Regions from separate parts of the Sus scrofa genome. Here region 2 is linked to region 1. A link is a contact called in public HiChIP or PLAC-seq data. All regions are on one chromosome and are shown on one strand. Each heading gives the region's core, a stretch centred on a gene start, on an enhancer-like site or on the middle of the called end of the contact. The rest is flanking DNA. Distances are from core to core; before and after follow the strand shown.

Region 1 (2,700 bases), core at 97-2,596:
AGTTGGGTTCGTTACTGCTGAGCCACAGTAGGAACTCCAAAAAGGCATATTTATAACAGTATTTTATGGTACTATAAAAATAATTTTGACTTTTAGGACTCTTCAAAATTTTTGGAAACATTAAGGGTCAACAGACCTCACTTTGAAACCCCATTTCTATACTAAATAAACATTTTTCCATGGGCATGACAAAGGTAAAGGATGTGGTTTTTAGTTTTGAGCACTTTGAATAGCATTAGAAATGAAGTATATCTACTATAAAATAGAAAGAAGCAGATTTTAATAAGATAGGATTAAAGTCTGTCTTCATAGTTAGAGAATTGATATAACCTGACTAGGCAGAGCACTTAAAAGGGGTGGACACAGAATGCCTTCAGTGTGATTATGGTTTGATATGCTTTATTTGTTCCTACCTGATGCTTTTTTTTGTCTGTGGTTTTTTTTTTTTTTTTTTTTTTTCTTCCTTTTCTTTTTAGGGCTGCAGGTGTGGCATATGGAAGTTCCCATGCTGGGGGTTGAAACATAGCTCTAGCTGCTGACCTACGCCACAGCCACAGCAACACCAGATTCAGGCCATGTCTAAACTATACCACAGCTCATGGCAACGCCAGATCTTTTAACCCACTGAGCGAGGCCAGGGATCAAACCCATGTCCTCAAGGATACTGGTCGAGTTCGTTACTGCTGAGCCAGGACAGGAACTCTTGTCTGTGATTTTTTTAAATTTACTTTTTTTTTTCTTCATTTTTTTATGTTTTGACTTAAGTTGTTATGTTACTTTCATGTATACAGCAAAGTGAATCAGTTATACATATATCCATTCTTTTTCAGATTCTTTTCCCACATAGGTTATTACAGAATATTGAGTTGATTTCTTTGTGCTCTTCAGTAGGTCTTGTTGGTTATCTTTTATCTGTAGTAGTATGTATATGTTAATCCCAAACTCCTAATTTAATCCCCCTCCAACCATTTCCCCTTTGGTAACCATAAATTTTTTACAGTCTGTTTCTATTCTACAAATAAGTTTATTTGTATCCTTTTTAAAGATTCTACATATAAGTCATATCATCTGATATTTGTTTTTCTCTGACTTAACATTTATTATGATAATCTCCAGGTCCATCCATGTTACAGGTGGCATTATTTTGTGCTTTTTATGGCTGAGTTATATTCCATTGTACATAGTACTATATCTTCTTTATTCCTCTGTCATTGGACATTTAGGTTGCTTCCATGTCTTGGCTATTGCTTTATTTTTTTTGCTTTTTAGGGCCATACCCACAGCATATGGAAGTTCCCAGGCTAGGGGTCGAATTGGAGCTACAGCCGCCGGCCTATGCCACAGCAACACTGGATTTGAGTCACTTCTGAGTCACGTCTCCTACCTACACCACAGCTCAAGGCATTGCCAGATCCCTGACCCACTGAGCGAGGCCAGGGATTGAACCCACATCCTCATGGGTACCAGTCGTATTATTTTCCGCTGTGCCACAATGGGAACTCCTGTATCTTTTCAAATTATGGTTTTCTCCAGATATATCCCCAGGAGTGGGATTGCTGGATCAGATGGTAGTTCTATATTTAGTATTTTAAGTAACCTCCATACTGTTCTCCATAGTGGTTGTACCATTTTACATTCCCGTGTAGGAAGGTTCCCTTTTTTCCACATCCTCTTCAGCACTTAATGTTTGTAGATTTTTTGATGATTCTCATTCTGACTTGTGTAAGGTGATAGCTCATTGTAATTTTGATTTGTATGCCTCTAATAATTAGTGATGTTGAACATTTTTCATGTGTTTTTTGGCCATCTATGTGTTTTCTTTGGAGAAATGTCTGTTTCGATCTTCTGCCCATTTTTTGATTGAGTTGTTTGTTTTTTTGATATTGACTGCATAAACTGTATATTTGGAGATAAATCCCTTGTCAGTTACTTCGTTTGTAAATATTGTCTCTCATTCTGTAGGTTATCTTTTCGTTTTATGGTTTCTTTTGCTGTGAAGAAGCTTTTACATTTAATTAGGTCCCATTTGGAGGTCTCTTGTGATGCAGTGGGTTAAGGATATGGTGGTGTCATTCCGGCAGTTTGATTTGCTGCTGTGGCGTGGGTTTGATCCTTGGCCCAGAAATGTCCATGTGTATCTGGTGTACTCCCTGCTAAAAAAAAAAAAAAAAAAAAAAAAAAGATTTTCATTTGTTTCTTTTTCTTTTTATTTTTTTTACTCTAAGAGGCTGATGAAAAAGATATTGCTATGATTTGTGTTGAAGTGTTCTGCCTGTTTTTCTCTAAGGGTTTTATAGTGTCCAGCCTCATGTTTAGGTTTTCAATCTATTTAGAGTTTATTTTTATATATGGTGTTAGAGAATGTTCTAATATCTTTCTTTTACATGTAGCTGTCCAGTTTTCCCAGCACCACTTATCAAAGAGACTGTTCTTTCTCCATTGTATATTCTTGCCTCCTTTATCCTAGATTAGTTGACCATAGGTGAATGGGCTTATCTCTGGGCTTCCTATCCTGTACCATTGATCTATATTTCTGTTTGGGGGCTCATTCTATATACTGTTTTGATGACTGTGGCTTTATAGTATAGCCTGAAGTTAGGGAGCCTGATTCCTCCAGCTCCATTTTTTCTTTCTCAAAATTGCTTTGGCTCTTCATAGTCTTTCGTGTCCCTGCAAATTTAAAAATTTTTTGTTCTAGTT
Region 2 (2,700 bases), core at 74-2,573, 360 kb before region 1:
GAAAGAATTCCTCTTATTTCCATTCGATAAAGAAACATTGAAGTTATAAAGATTTAAATGATTCTTCCGAAGTCACAGATCTGAGATTCAAATCCAGACATCTTCCAGTGGCAAGTGCTACTCTGTTTCCTCCCCAGCAGCAGAAAGAAAGTCAAAATATTTATGAAATATCCAATTTCCCACTTTCACTGGGAAATGATCTAGGAAGAACTGTGGAAGGCAGAGAGGATCTAGAAAGTATATTTATGGAAACAGCAGAAGCGTTATGCATCATTGTGGGATTTTTCTTTCCCTATGCCCTGGGAGTCCCTGAAACACTGCTCCAGTAACAGTGACTGTCTAGGTCCAGATGTAGAATAAATTCTTATTGAAGTGTCATACAAATAGACAATCTAGAATTACTGAGAGTAAGTTACATTAGAAATCTGAAAAACACATAGCAAAAGTGTATTTTGGCAAGTGCCTTGAAGAATGGTAAATTCAATTCAACATATAGTGATTTAGTCTGCCTCCCATAAGCCAGGAAATAGTATTCCAAACTTGTGTTGTCCAGTGTGGTAGCCAATATTCACACACGGCTATTAAGGCAAAATTAAAGACACCAAAAATCCAGTTCCCAGTCACACTAGCCACATTTCAAGGCACTCAATAGCCATAGGAGGTTAGTAGCTAATTATAGAACAATTCCATGATCACAAAAAATTCTACTGAACAATGTTACTAGACTCTGAAGAAGAAATAACCAAGTCTCCCAAAGTAGCTCACATTCTCATAGAGAAAACACTCCACATGTACTCTAAAAATGCAGGAGTGTAACACTGGTCAGGCTCTCTAACAATGTCTTATAGGAGGTAACACAAAACTTCTGAAAGCATTCCAAATAGGTACAAGCTAATTAGAGGCTTTTCTCATCCCTTAAAGATGTCATGACATGTATCAAAATGTGATGCCTTCCATTTTCCTCATCGTACCAAGATTCTGCAGGGACCACACACCAGAATTAACATAAAATACTAGATAGTCTCTACAGCAGAAGTGTATTTCCTGTGCGTGGCCATCCTAAAGAACATGCCAGTCACCACAGTAGCCACAGCATAGGCTGCCCCTTATCCGTGAGAAAGGTCTGCCAGATTCACAGACTTCAATTGTTGACCCAGTCACTGGCTGGGTGTGCCTGAGAGCAGGAGGGTTGGAAGTAGAGGAGCAAGTGGTAACATGACTCAAGAAACCAGTGATCTGGGTGGTTACGTGTCATAGCAGTGAGCTCTCAGGACCCACCCTTCCTAGGTCAGCACCCTGGTCTTGAGCAGGGTTGTCTGGCTTCAGCTAGATGTCAGCAGAGCAGTCTGGCACATGACTCAGAGAGTTCTCCAGCCAATCTCACTGCTCCATACAGCCCCATCCTGTTTGTCCATTAGAGGTAAGCTTCTCTCTACCTCCGAAGCATCTCTGGTGTACTGGTCAGAAACGATCCCAATATTCAGCAGGGATCAGTGTGAGAAGGATGGAAACTTGAAAATCATCTTTCCCACACTCTGAATCTCAGAGAGGCACAAATAGAAGTGAAAGTCTTAAGGTCACTAGAACCAGGGTATCAGTGTCTGCACTTGTGAAATAAATGTTTCCACACAGAGATGTCATGGGGCCTCAGATGTCATGGTATTTCACCAGCATGACAGTCACCAACACTGCACTGTGCTCCTGTGCTGTCCCAGAAGCCAGTTCCCCACACCACCCTGCTGTGAGCAGTACCAGTGTTTAACTGTTCTCCGATGGGCAGGCTTATTTCTTTCTGCACTGTTCCTGTTTTAATCAAGGAACAACTCCCAATCAAAGACTTAGTCATTCTTCATGGGAAACACAACAGAAGCCCTTAGTAGGTATAGACCCCAACAAGAAAAATTCAGTTTGGGAAAAAAGATCAAGGCCTGTTGCCCCAAAACACTATAACTGGTAAAATCTCTACTATCATAAAACCTGATTCATCCAGGTCACACTGTCATTATAATTTCATTCTTGGAGGGTTTTAAATACTTCCAAATTTCAGTCACACAAGCTTCAGATGTGAATGGTCAACCCATAATCAGCTACTAATGCCTTAATAAGGATTAGGGTACAGCTCCCCAGATTAAGAATGGGACACCAGATGAACCCTATAAATTTAGCTCCCTATGAGTGGAAAGAGCCTCACAGAGGGAAATGTAGGATCAAATACAAAAACTTAACATACACTGAGATTGTGTATAGGGCAGGCTTCATATCTAATTGATAAAAAAAAATGAAGTTTTTTAATAGGTCACTGGCTCTTTAAATCCCAGTCTTGAAAAATCAGCCAGTGAACTAGTTTATGAGTCTGTGGGTACAGCACAGTGAAACATTTAATCAGGGAACAGAAAATCTCTGGAACAAATAAGCCACATGAATGCCTAGAAGTGGAAATGTTAACTAGTGATGTAAGTTCAGAGTACAGCTGTGTCCAAATGAGTCGGGCTTCTGGCCCAACAAGCAAAGTCTGTGAAAAGATATAGAAGAATTATATTGTTTTTCCTGAACTCAAAACAGTGGACTTTTGCCATGTTAATTCAGAGTTTCTGGGATGAGATAACAAGAAATTAAGAAAGCAGAATGGAATGGTTTTAAAACAAATACTTCCTCAGTTATTGTGTTGAGGAGACAGGGTTGTATTTTTTTTTTTTTTTT

The links. HiChIP or PLAC-seq counts read pairs in DNA pulled down with a chosen protein or histone mark.
Region 2: a contact with region 1 is called in an H3K27ac HiChIP or PLAC-seq map of alveolar macrophages. The contact joins two enhancer-like sites. A contact is called at or near these places in 1 of 47 Hi-C or Micro-C datasets (embryonic fibroblasts) and 1 of 2 datasets of contacts at active chromatin or transcription factors (alveolar macrophages).

What each region holds. Positions count from the first base shown.
Region 1 is chr13:115,369,162-115,371,861 of Sscrofa11.1, reverse strand. The region is part of intron 2 of TBL1XR1 (F-box-like/WD repeat-containing protein TBL1XR1); the gene reads left to right. Among named protein-coding and RNA genes, the nearest start is that of TBL1XR1, 120 kb to the left of the region's middle. Within about 2 kb of position 1,346, at least 2 of the 83 cell types and tissues checked have an H3K27ac peak or open chromatin away from gene starts, as enhancers often do. A contact at or near this core is called in alveolar macrophages, where this site is marked.
Region 2 is chr13:115,727,629-115,730,328 of Sscrofa11.1, reverse strand. The region is part of intron 1 of LOC106505748 (a long non-coding RNA gene); the gene reads right to left. LOC110256521 (a long non-coding RNA gene) reads right to left here. Exons shown (of 2, transcript XR_002338117.1): 2 at 2,668-2,700. Among named protein-coding and RNA genes, the nearest start is that of TBL1XR1, 240 kb to the right of the region's middle. Within about 2 kb of position 1,323, at least 31 of the 83 cell types and tissues checked have an H3K27ac peak or open chromatin away from gene starts, as enhancers often do. A contact at or near this core is called in alveolar macrophages, where this site is marked.